Regions from separate parts of the Macaca mulatta genome. Here region 2 is linked to region 1. A link is a contact called in public Hi-C data. All regions are on one chromosome and are shown on one strand. Each heading gives the region's core, a stretch centred on a gene start, on an enhancer-like site or on the middle of the called end of the contact. The rest is flanking DNA. Distances are from core to core; before and after follow the strand shown. Region 1 holds the start of SERBP1 (SERPINE1 mRNA binding protein 1). Region 2 holds the start of MIER1 (MIER1 transcriptional regulator).

What was found. A called contact is a pair of places that touch in the nucleus more often than the background predicts.
Region 2: a Hi-C map of liver shows a contact between it and region 1, with 6 times the contacts expected there. The contact joins the promoter of MIER1 here to the promoter of SERBP1 in region 1. A contact is called at or near these places in 2 of 14 Hi-C or Micro-C datasets (fetal cortex germinal zone and liver).

Annotation. Positions count from the first base shown.
Region 1 is chr1:173,174,364-173,180,480 of T2T-MMU8v2.0, forward strand. It overlaps SERBP1 (SERPINE1 mRNA binding protein 1), which reads left to right and starts at 4,758. Exons shown (of 8, transcript XM_015142018.3): 1 at 4,758-5,172. The coding sequence starts at 4,860.
Region 2 is chr1:173,688,598-173,694,755 of T2T-MMU8v2.0, forward strand. MIER1 (MIER1 transcriptional regulator) reads right to left here and starts at 4,610. Exons shown (of 15, transcript XM_077954509.1): 1 at 4,505-4,610; 2 at 3,364-3,464; 3 at 323-357. DNAI4 (dynein axonemal intermediate chain 4) reads left to right here and starts at 4,747. Exons shown (of 18, transcript XM_015141821.3): 1 at 4,747-4,850; 2 at 4,853-4,937. The coding sequence starts at 4,769.

The sequences.
Region 1 (6,117 bases), core at 3,508-6,007:
AACAAAAGAAAAAAAGAATTAAAAAGAGAAAAACAAAAAAAAAGAAAGTGAAAAGTCAATCCCCAGAATGGGAAAAAAAAATTTGCAAATCATATATCTGATAAGAAACTTGCATCTAGAATATATGCAGAACTCTTAAAATGTGATGATAAAATAGAGAAGTATACCAGTTTTTAAAAAGGTAAAGGATCTGAACAGACACTTCGCCAAAGAAGATACAAAAATGGCTACTAAACATGTAAAAAGATGCCCAACATCATTAGCCATTAGGGGAATGCAATTAAAAAAACACAAGGAGAACCACTTCACACCTGGTAGAATGGTTATAATAAAAAAGACAGACAATAACAAACATTAGTGAGGATTTGGAGAACTTGGAACTCACATAATTGTCGGTGGGACTGTTAAATTGTGCAGCCTTTTTGGAAAATAGTTTGGCAGTTCCTCAAAATGTTAAACATAGAGTTACCATATGACCCCAACAATTCCATTCCAAGAGAATCGAAAACATATGTCCACCCAAACCCTGCAAACAAATATTCATAACAGTATTATCCATGACAGACAAAAGGTGGAAACCACCCAAATTTCCATCAACTGATGAATGGATAAATAAAATTTAGTCTATTTATACAGTAGAATATTATTCAGTTACAAAAAAAAAAATGAAGTAGTGATATATGGTACAATATGCATGAACCTTGAAAACATTGTGATAAATGAAAGAAGCCAGTTATAAAAGATCACACATTGTAAGATTCCACTTATATGAAATGTCCAGAAGAGGCAAATCTATGAGACAGAAAGTAAATTAGTGGTTGCCTAGGGCTGGGGATAGAAGGAATAAGGAATGACTGCTAATGGGTAGTTTTCTTTCAGGGGTGATAAAAATGCTCTAAAATTAGATAGCGGTAATGGCTGCACAACTCTGTGAATATACTAAAAACCATTAACTGGTATCCTTTAGGTGGCTGAATTATATAGCACATGAATTATATCTCAATATAACTATTTTTCTCCTTATGTTTTTGTTTTGTTCTTTTTTTGGTAACACAGAAAAAAAAAAAGGAAGTTTAAACTCAAGAAGTTCAACCTTCAAAGTGAGTTTGAGGTGGCAAAAGAAGGAGTATAATATTTCTATTTTTAGCTCTGATAGTCTAACTTTAGCACAAGCCTAGACTTGCAATATTATACTTAGCATTCCAGTTTCAGTCATAGGGGATTTGTCCTTTTCTTCACAAGAACCACCTTTACTGGTTTTGTTTTAAAAATACATTATATATTGAATACACTAAAAATTAGTCTATTTACATTGATGTGATACCTATATCCAGTGTCCCCAAACTGTTAGAATAGTTTGATTTTGCTACACGTGGTAGCAATTTAAAGATGAAGGACTTTTTCCTCTTCCTTGTTACCACTGGGTGCCCAGGCTGTAAGATCAGACTGCCAGACTCTTTCAGTCAATGTGAATTTGGGAGGGGCACTTAACCTCAGGTTCCCTATCTATAAAAGGGGGATAGAGGTAATACTACTTTTTACTTCATAATGTTATTCTGAAAATTAAATGAAATAATGCATGTAAGCTATTTAATATTTAATACTTAGCAGTGTCTACTGCGTAACAAATGTGCAAATGGTAGTAAGTAGACCCGGTGCAGTGGCTCATGCCTGTAATTCCAACACTTTGGGAGGCCAAGACGGGTGGATCACTTGAGGTTGGGAGTTCAAGACCAGCCTGGCCAACATGGTGAAACCCTGTCTCCACTAAAAATACAAAAAGTTAGCCGGGCGTGGTGGCACACGCCTGTAATCCCAGCTAATCCGGATGCTGAGGCAGGAGAATCACCTGAACATGGGTAGAAAAAAATGTAGTACAGCAATTGTTAATTATTACTATTATTTATAGCAACAATAACAGGGGGTTGAGATTATGAAGAAATGGATGAAAGCAAGTTGTAATGTGGCTGAGAACTGAATATTGCATTAGGATCCTGAAAGTAAATGAAGGCAGGAAGAAGGAGATATATAATATTGTTTCTCCATTTCGTTAACATCAGGCAACTACATTGGATATTTAATCATGGTTTTCAGCATTTATTGCTAGAAAACCCTTCAGAGAGGCTTGTTGTAGATAAGACTGTTAAGTTTCATGAGTATTTTTCAGAGAAGAAGATGTGATTCAAATATTGCTACAGAGAGATGACATTTTAGGCCACATGTCTAATCAGTGATACCGCCTGACACTTGTCGCTTTTATAAATCATGCCTTTAATTTGAATACTAGTGTCTGCCGGGAAATTTCTCTTCCCTTGAGGATTATTTGGCTGATGTTTTCCTAGTGAGAGTAGCAAGAACTTTTAGAATTTTAATATTTAATATTAAGAAATTAATATTTCAACTTTGTAGAATAAAGGAAACTGAAAATAACTAGTTATAAAATAACGATTGAGAGATGTAAAAGACCATCTTGAGCTTTATTTGTATACTTTAAAAATGGACTTTAAAACTTTTCAGAAATATAAAAGATTCTCCCCTTTTCTTCAAATGCTTATTCATAACATTTTTATGTAATCTTAATAGGTAAATTCTCTGAGGAGCATAAATGAACCTCATAAATTCATAGCCGAAAATTTCTCTAAGTGTAGCTTATTTTCAAATATTCTTATTATAATAATGCTTGGTGGTCACGAAGATCTGTCTGAGCAAACCAGAAATCTGTAATGGAGGAAAAAAATGACTAACAACAGGCCTGCTCCAGCCCCCGATTGTGGCAGGAGTAGTTAACTTACTTAAGCTCTTTGTTTTCATTTTCTTCATCTTAAAACAGAAGTAATAACCTTTTTTGGGGGGGGGTATGGAGTAATAACTTTCTTATAGAGCTGATGTAAGGTTTAAAGGAGATCACATACGTAAAGTGCACCAAGCACATACTAAAACATCACATTTTGGCTATGAATATCGTTACTGTGGCCGTGGCCAGAAAGAGGTAAGAAGGGGAGCTTTCACAGATGTCTCAAAGATGCAGATAGTCTCAAAGATGCAACAGCCCGTGAAGAGAGAGGATCTGTCAAAATGTGGAGATCTTCTACATTGCACTTGAGCTATTTCGAAAAGGTGGGAAGAGTATGGTCAAAAGCTCCTTGTCTTGGTAGGTGCCACAGAGCCAGAGCCTGTGAAAGAGAGGATGAGATAGGGGGTGTGTTTGAGGTTGGGGTGGGTAGGACTGAGGCAGCAGGGAAGTAAGTGGCTCTGAAGAGTAGGGGAGGATTGAGAAATAAGAAAACCAGGAGGTTTGCTGCCACATGTATGTAATATGACTCGTGTCTTCTATTTTCCCTGCTAAGGAATTGATTTAAAATCTGCTCGGAAATTGATGATTACATTCCGCCATGTTACATACCCTGACACACAACCATGTTTAAATCATATCGGAAACTTAAACATTGGACAGCTTTCTATCAGTGCAGAGTCTGAATTAAAGAGCTGATGTCCGGTCTCCTAGTGGAGGTAGAAGGCTGGGCTAATACCTGTCACTAGCACTTACAGAGGTGTGAATTTGGTAAATCATTTCATCTCTGAAGTGGTTTCAGCATTTGTGAAAAGAGGCAACTATTTGCCTAACACAATGTTGAGTTCAAGGTTATTCATAGCTCCTGCCAGAGATGCATTTGCTATTTTGTGTTAATGGAAAAGGATTTAAAAATTATGATATATTTAAACACGGTGCTACCAAATGTGCTTAAAATGCATTCAAACTGTATTCTTTTAATGAACTTTAATATTCTCAACTAGTATCAATGCTTTGTTATTATTAAGTATTGACTTCAATATTTCCCACCCCTCACCGCAACTCCTAGCACACACGCACTCGAAATGCTCTAAAATGGTATTTATTGAGCGCATGTGACTAACACCACAGCCACCTAAGCCCTGACTTGCCGGACACGAACGGACAATTAATTGGAATGACTGTAACAGCGTTTCTGTAAACAGTGCTTCCTAGCGGCTTGCCCAGTGTCTAGCGCTGCACAGTCAGGAGTTAACCACTCCTACGACACCGGCCGCCACACGGTGAGAAGCCCGGGAAAGACGCGCCACACTCCCATGTGATAGTTTCACTTGTCTTTTTGGTTAGTTCTGCTACCCTAGTTCACGTCCCCGCGAGAGGAAACGTATTCCACCTCACATTAGACAGAAGAGCCTCGATTCACCGTGGAGCCTGACAAAAGGGCACTCCAGCGACTGAGCTGCTCGGACTTGGCACAGGCAGGGTCCAGCCTACTCGCTGCCGGCGCGGCGTCTCAGCAACACCCCCTCCCCCGGAAGTTTGTGCGTCTCAGATGTAAGGTCTGGGAGTCACCTTGACCCTTCCCGGAGCGGTGGGGAAAGTTAGCCTGAGCCCGAGGGAGCGTGAGTGAAACCAAAGAGCACTTTCGCGAGTCAGCTACGCCGTCACGTTTTTCTGGTTTCAGGGTAGCTGAAGACCTACAGAGTTTAAGGGCGACCAGAGCAGGTGGCAGGACTCCGCCCACCACCACGCTTCCCCTCCTTCAGCTCGCACGCTTCACTCCCTTCTTGGGGTCCCGCCTCTCGGGCGCGCGCGAAGAGTTGTCGCGCGGTGCATCCTGGGAATTGTAGTCCCAACGCAGGGAGTCGCCTCAGGAGAAACTACTCTGGCCTACACACCCCACAGTGCCTTGCGGCGCTGGCCGCTCCCGGATGTGTGCCTGGCGCCGGAAGAGAAGACGGCCCCCCTCTCTCGGCCCGGCCATCTTGTGGGAAGAGCTGAAGCAGGCGCTCTTGGCTCGGCGCGGCCCGCTGCAATCCGTGGAGGAACGCGCCGCCGAGCCACCATCATGCCTGGGCACTTACAGGAAGGCTTCGGCTGCGTGGTCACCAACCGATTCGACCAGTTATTTGACGACGAATCGGACCCCTTCGAGGTGCTGAAGGCAGCGGAGAACAAGAAAAAAGAAGCCGGCGGGGGCGGCGTTGGGGGCCCCGGGGCCAAGAGCGCAGCTCAGGCCGCGGCCCAGACCAACTCCAACGCGGCAGGCAAACAGCTGCGCAAGGAGTCCCAGAAAGACCGCAAGAACCCGCTGCCCCCCAGCGTTGGCGTGGTTGACAAGAAAGAGGAGACGCAGCCGCCCGTGGCGCTTAAGAAAGAAGGTAAAGCAGGGGCAGAATGTGGGGGAGACTGGGATGGAGGGAAGGAGCGAGAGGGCTGCCGGCTACCACTTGTTTCTGGAGCTCCGAGGGTCCGCGGGAGACTTTGCCGCCTATTTCCTCACGTTTCTTCACGCGACAAAAGCCAGGTCCTGCGAAGGTGCCAGGAGCGTGGTAGCCCCAAGTTGAAGCCACCGCCGGCGAGGCTCTCGGAGCCACCCCCTTCCCGCCTTAGGTTGTGAGCGGAGGAGCGTGGTCGGAGATGAGCTGCTCCTCGAGCGCGCTCGGGGTCCGGGGAGGCTGTTGCCTTCCCGCCGGATTCCTTGGCGGGCGAGCGCATGGACTGAGGTGCGGGGAAGCCGGCCGCTCACCGACGCTTGCCGTAGTTACGGAGGGGCTCGGGGTCCATCGCTGCTTACTGCGCAGAGCTGCTCCTTTGAGGTGCTGTTGTTTCAGGCTCCTGTCCTGCCATCTTGTCCCACGACGGCGCGGAGTATCCCCGCCGAAAAGCAGGGGGTCGTTCCAGGCCATCGGACGTGTGGAGTCAGCCGCAGGTTGGGGTGCCGCGTGTGCTTTATTGTTTCTCCTCCACCTCTCAACTGTTAGGACTTTCTCAGAACTTGCTGGGGTGAGTTGAGCTGTTGGGAAATGGAGGAGTTTGGCCACACTCGACTAAGCAGAAGCGGGAATTATGAATGAAGACTGGTGATCGCAGGACGTCCCGAGGAAAGTCCTCGAGTCACGATCCTCTCTCTCTCGACTCCCCAAACTGAGTCTTTCACATGGTGGACTCTGGGCCTCGTGGGTAAAGTGAGTGCAGAGGCTGTCACAGCGTTAGTCGCAGCAGAGCTCTTTAGAGTCTGCAGCTTTTTTTTTCCCCCTCCACATGTGCGTGAAGCATGGTGAGAGTTTCACTGGCGGTTAATAGTTGCTTCCAGGGCACTGTGA
Region 2 (6,158 bases), core at 3,360-5,859, 510 kb after region 1:
AGTTTCAAAAGTGGCTACCAAAATCAACCATTTAAATATGAGAATTATTCATTCCCTCCAAATAATGTGAACCAATGCTACAATATATTGCATAAATGTGTACATATACAATTTTTCTTAAAGTTTATACTTAACTTATAATGCAATATAGGGGAGGCTATTAAATTATTTATATTCCCTTAAAATTCTAGACTCTATCAAGCATTTTCCTATTTCCAAAGATTCAACGTTAATTTGAAACTGCTATGTCCAATAATAATCTGTGCATGAATAAACTGCATTTACAGATATATGAAGTAGCTGCTAAGTGAAAGGACATTACCTGGTAATTTGACAGGAAAAGAGTCCACAGACAGTCTGTAAACCAATTAAACATAAACATCTGATGCACATTTTCTACTGAAAGAAAAGCAAGGGAAAGAAGAGAAAGGAAAACTTTAAGGTTCCCAAATCTACAAACAATTTTTACCATTAACTGTACTGTACAGTATTTTCATTTTATTTTTTAGAAAACTTATGTAAAAGTGTTTTTCAGGATTCCTTGGGGGAATAAGTATTTTAGCAGAGGTATATAGTTTCTAAGAGTTACCCTGTTGAATTATGTCAGTGCTTTGGACTTGAAATAAAAATGACTTTTTAAAAGTGTCAGTTCATATCCGAATAGTTTTCAATCAATACACTTAATGAAAAGAGCTGAAGGCAAAGAACAATGGATGTACATGGACCTGAGGTGGATACAGACACACTTAGGGGCCTAGAGGTACAAACTCAGGCTTTATACCATGGAGATGAAGGAGGGTTTTCCATTAAAATATGAAAGCTAATTTATGAAATTTGCCTACCAAAGGAAAATTAAAAGTGTTAAAATACAAGGTACAGGAATAACTTGCTTGCTTAAGTACACTGAATCTTTGATTCTTCAGTTAAATTACCAACAGAAATCCCAACTGTGATAAAGAGCAGGGGATCACAGTCCAGTAACCTACTGAATCGTAAAATTGTCAGGAAAATGAAGTCTGAAACATTTCTGAATGGGTATCTATCTTACTGTTAAATAATTTTTTTTTTTTTTTTTTTTTTTTTTTTTGAGACGGAGTCTGGCTCTGTCGCCCAGGCTGGAGTGCAGTGGCGCGATCTCGGCTCATTGCAAGCTCCGCCTCCCGGGTTCACGTCATTCTCCGTCATTCTCCGGCCTCAGCCTCCTGAGTAGCTGGGACTACAGGCGCCCGCCACCACGCACGGCTAATTTTGGTTTTTTGTATTTTTAGTAGAGACGGGGTTTCAACGTGTTAGCCAGGATGGTCTCGGTCTCCTGACCTTGTGATCCGCCCACCTCAATCTCCCAAAGTGCTGGGATTACAGGCGTGAGCCAATGTGCCCGGCCTAAATAATTTTTTAAGTTTATTAATATTGTGTGTCAATATTACTAGATTTAAATGGTATTATTATTATTGAGGGAAGAAAATCTCTACATTTTTCTCCTTCCCCTTTTTATAAATGTGGATTCAGTGGGTCTTTTTAGGTTCAGATATTATAAAAAAGAAACAGCTCTAATACTGCAATTCATAGGTAACACATTACCACTGAATTCAGTATACTTCCACTATTATTTTATTTTAGTGATACACTTAACTGTAAAATTTTCAGGAGCCACCTTAGGGAATGAAAAGTCTTTCTCAAAATGCTTACTTACCCTCTTCAGTATTAAATATATAAAAATTAACTATTCACTAGTCACAGAATTTTAGTGTTGGATGGGACCTTAGAGATCTTTTAGTCAAGTCTCTACTCTGTCAAAATAGTAATCTCTCATCATGCTTCTACTACCAGGCTTTTTGCCTATGTTTAAACACCTCCAGTGACTCACTATATCTCATAAAAAGGCTCCTCTTTTCAAAAAAAGTTCAAATGTTTAAAACATTCTTTTATTATGCCAGAATCTACCTCCTTGTTGTTTCCATCCATTACCCTTAGTTCTTCAGCACTTTGGATTAATTCAACAGATATCTTCTTTGTATCCAAATGCAAACAGTTAATATTTATACTTGGGTTAACAAAAAAAATATTTTTAAAGCCTATTCATACTAGAAGAGTTGAAAATAGGACATGACAGAGCTAAAGGCATGAGAAAATGCACCATTAATTGTGTCTGCTTAATTACACCTTGTTATTTATTAATGTGATATCCAAAACAGTAGTTCTGTTGAAATTGTGTATAAAATCTTTAAACTAAAAAAGTGTGGTGAATTCCAATTTTATGTGAGGTTTGTGATTAATGTCCCAAAACAAAAAACCACTATAGAAAGCCTGAATAAATGCCTCTTCAGCTCCTATTGCCCACCTAAAAGCTGCCTTATTTTCGGGCAAACTAACATTAATTTTTATGACATTAAGCTACTCAAAACTCCTATTATATTGATAAATCATTTGTAAGCAATTTACTGAATCTTCTATTCAAAATTATTAAACAATTCTATAGAGGCTATAAGGCGCACGCACACACAAACCCCTCAGTTATTATTATGCTTTTAACAAAAGCATTTAGTATCACAATCTTACTTCAACCAGTACCTTAAACGAACCAATGAACAAACTTCTTCAGCAATTTACATATACCTAAGAAATATAACCTTTTATTCAGTACCAACACCTGATTCAAATACAAGTAACATATATATATATCATATATAAACCTGTTATGCAATCCAAAAAGGTACCTCTCAAAATGCACCAAGAAAATACTGTATTTATAACAGTTTAGCCTCTGGGGTTAGCTGATTGAAATAGATTAATACAACACATCCAAAACTAAAAAATTCTGTATCTAACAATTTTCAGGGTCCATGAGTCTCTTTTGAGATTAGTTTATAAACTATTTCCTGAAATTTTTATTTAAAAGCAACAGCCTACACTATGCCTTTATGATGTGGTGGTAAAATTGTATGGATAATTACTAATTTGGTTGAAAATTCCTAAATCTAAAAAACTTAGCCTATTACATTTAGAAGCCCCACATCTATAGTGACAATCAGCATCATCTTTTCATTAGTCTCATTTTTTATTATTAATGCCACTCTAAAACACTTATGTAGGCTTTTGGTTCTTCAAATAACAGTTTTGGATTTTCTTTTCATAAGTTTTACACAGTTCTATCCAGTGGCCCCATTTTATCAGTATATTACAAACTGTATGTTTATGGTTCTTACATTGATGACATGTTATTTTTATCTCACCCAAATTCTGGAAATTTTTGGCCCATCAATTCTCAAACACTGGAACATATAAGAAGAGTAATATAATCTCACATTACTTGAGGGAGTTTGGCTTTTCCCTCCCTTAATCTCCAAGCGTACCCCTGCCTACCAGCATCACATCCGTCTTGTCTGCATTGAACCTCAACCAGTTGGTTCTTAACCACGTCCGAAACTCAGCCAGGCACTGGGAGAATCGAGCGACCACACCATCTGGATCAAAGGAAAGAGAGCCTCAGTAGCAAGGAGACAGAAACGAGATACAAGCTCACCATCTACCGTTTCACATGTTTAAAAAGATGGTCGGGAATTAGGACAAGGATCCCATGACAATTTTAGAAAAACATTTAATGAGCCTTAAGTCATGCAATTTGCAACCAATGGTAAAGGAATAAAAGCGACCCAATAAATAGGTCGCCTCATTCCACCCATGAGTGAAGAAGATTCAGTCAACTCCGGGTCATCTCGGTGAAGCGGCCTCAATAGCCAAGTCAATCTTGTAATTACGTAAGTTCTTCTGCAGAAATACAGAATTCTAGCGTTGGAGGAAGCTTTAAATAGGGAAAACTGAAGCCCAGAGAGGGATAGTGACTCGCTCAAGGTCACACAGCATGCAGGGACCACACAGGCTCCAGGCCAGGGACCTAACCACTACAAGCTGAAACAACAAGACTAAAGAGCGGCAAGCATCTGTCCCAAGGGATCCTCCCACGCGCTAGGAGGACCTCATTTCCTCACAGTAATACCCTATTCGAGTCTCTCCTCCCTCCCTGACTCCATTCGAAAAGGGCAGGTTGGCCCAGGGCGCTGCTCACCATAAAGGCTGCAGTGCAAGCGGGAGCCTCCTGGGACTGGGACACAAGTGAGGGAAATACAGGAGAAAGAGGCGGAGCCACAGCGGGTGGTCAGCTTAGCCCCACCCCGACTGGGATCAGGGACCGAAGCGAACGGGGCGAGGCGAACTCACTCCGCAGCGGATTCCCAGCGCGCCGCCGCCACCGCGAAGGCAAAAGGGCGGCGCTGGGAGGTAGTGGGCGGTGGCGGGGAGGGAGCTGCGCATGCGCCTTCGGCCGCCGACGGCGAGCAAGCCAGGCGCGTTCTGAGGCAGCCCCTCCCCGGAAGTTAAGGGTCTTCCGGGCGGTACACTGCTGTGGGGGAGGGGAAGGAGAGAAAGGGGACTGAGGACACCTCAGGAGCCCCTCATCCCAAACTGGAACAGAAGGGGAAAGATGGCTTGTGGAGGCTGCACTTACAGCCGCTGCCGCTGCTGCCGCCGCCACCTTCGCTGCTGCCGCCACCGCCTGAAGAAGCCCCATCCATCCGCCTGCAGCCGGGAGACTCAGAGCCTGGGAGGGGCCTGAGGCCCGGGCCGCCCGCCTCCTTCTTCTAGTCGTCGTCCGGAGCTTCCTCCTGCTCCACCAACCCTCTGCCCTCCCCTCCGCCTCCGCCCTCCTCCTCGGCCTCGTGCCGCCAGCCAACCGCGCGGCCGCTTGTTGAGCCAGAGCTCCACCGTCGCCATGACGCCCGGCAAACATTCCGGATCCTCGGCCCGAACCGCCAACGCAGGGGCTTGGAGGTACAGGGACTTCAGAGGCGGCCAGAAAAGGGGTGGTGGACCACTCCCCAGCTGGTCGCCACCATGCCAGTCTCTCCGGCAGGCAGTCACAAGCAGCAGAACTTCAGGTTGTAAGTTCCGGCGTTAAAACCGTAGTCCATCCCCCTGGGTCCCGGAGGGAGCCCTTCTATTAATAGATATTTCTGGATTTGGAAAGGGCCGTACCCCAACTGGGTTCATTCTCTAGACCTCGAAGCGCCCAGGCGACAAATGGCTCCTTTATCGACCTACCACAGTCTTTAAAAAAAATCTCTACTGGGCCGGGCGCGGTGGCCCACGCCTGTAATTCCCAGCACTTTGGGAAGCTGAGGCGGTTGGATCATCTGAGGTCAGGAGTTCGAGTCCAGGCTGGCTAACATGGTGAAACCTGGTCTCTACTAAAAATACAAAAAGTTAGCCGGGCCTGGTGGCACATGCCTGTAATCCCAGCTACTTGGGAGACTGAGGCAATTGCTTGAACCCGGGAGACGGAGGTTGCAGTGAGCCGAGATCGTGCCATTGCTGCCTGAGCAACAGAGCGAGACTCTGTCTAAAAAATAAAATAAAATAAAATCTCTACTGCTGTGCTTGCTCTGTGAGAAAAGACCTGGTTTGTTTAGAACCATCCTTCCTCCTAGCACTTCTAGTTTGTTAAGGCCTGCAATCTCTCAAGCTTGATGCCTTCATGCTGTGCCCAGACGTTCAAGAGCCTCAGCTTCTGTGAGCCACCAGGCCAAACATTGCTGTGCTCTGTAGTAGAGGTATTTTATTGTCCTCTACTCAATACCATCTTACCTTAAAACTAATTCCTGCTTCCAGCATTCTACTGTTATGCATCAGTTGGACAAGACTGGAGAAAAGCACACAGCTATGTGGACTTGTCTTTAAATGGTTCCTTAGTACTGCCCATAATACTGTCCACTAAGTTCCTCCAAAGTTCCTTAATTACTTGTTTTCTCTTCCCCTCTCCAATCTCCTCCACCTCAGCTAATCTTTCTTCAGCGGAACTTGTTGAGAGTTCTTGGGAGAGAACCTTGCATTCTCTCTCGAATATGGTACTCACGCTTTTGTCCATCCTACCGCTCCACCAAAACAGCTTCTATGCAAGTCAGCAATAGCCATGCAGCCAAATACAATGGCTGATCCACAGTTTCATTCTTTGTTCAATGAAGCAGCGTTGGTCTAGTTTGTTACTTCTTGAGCTTTGAAAAGCTGTATTTGGGTTCTGAGAAACCACTCTTCCTAGTTCTTGTCTTAGTTCGTGGTTTCTCCTTTTCCAGATCCTTTGCTGGTATCTGTTCCTCACTATCATA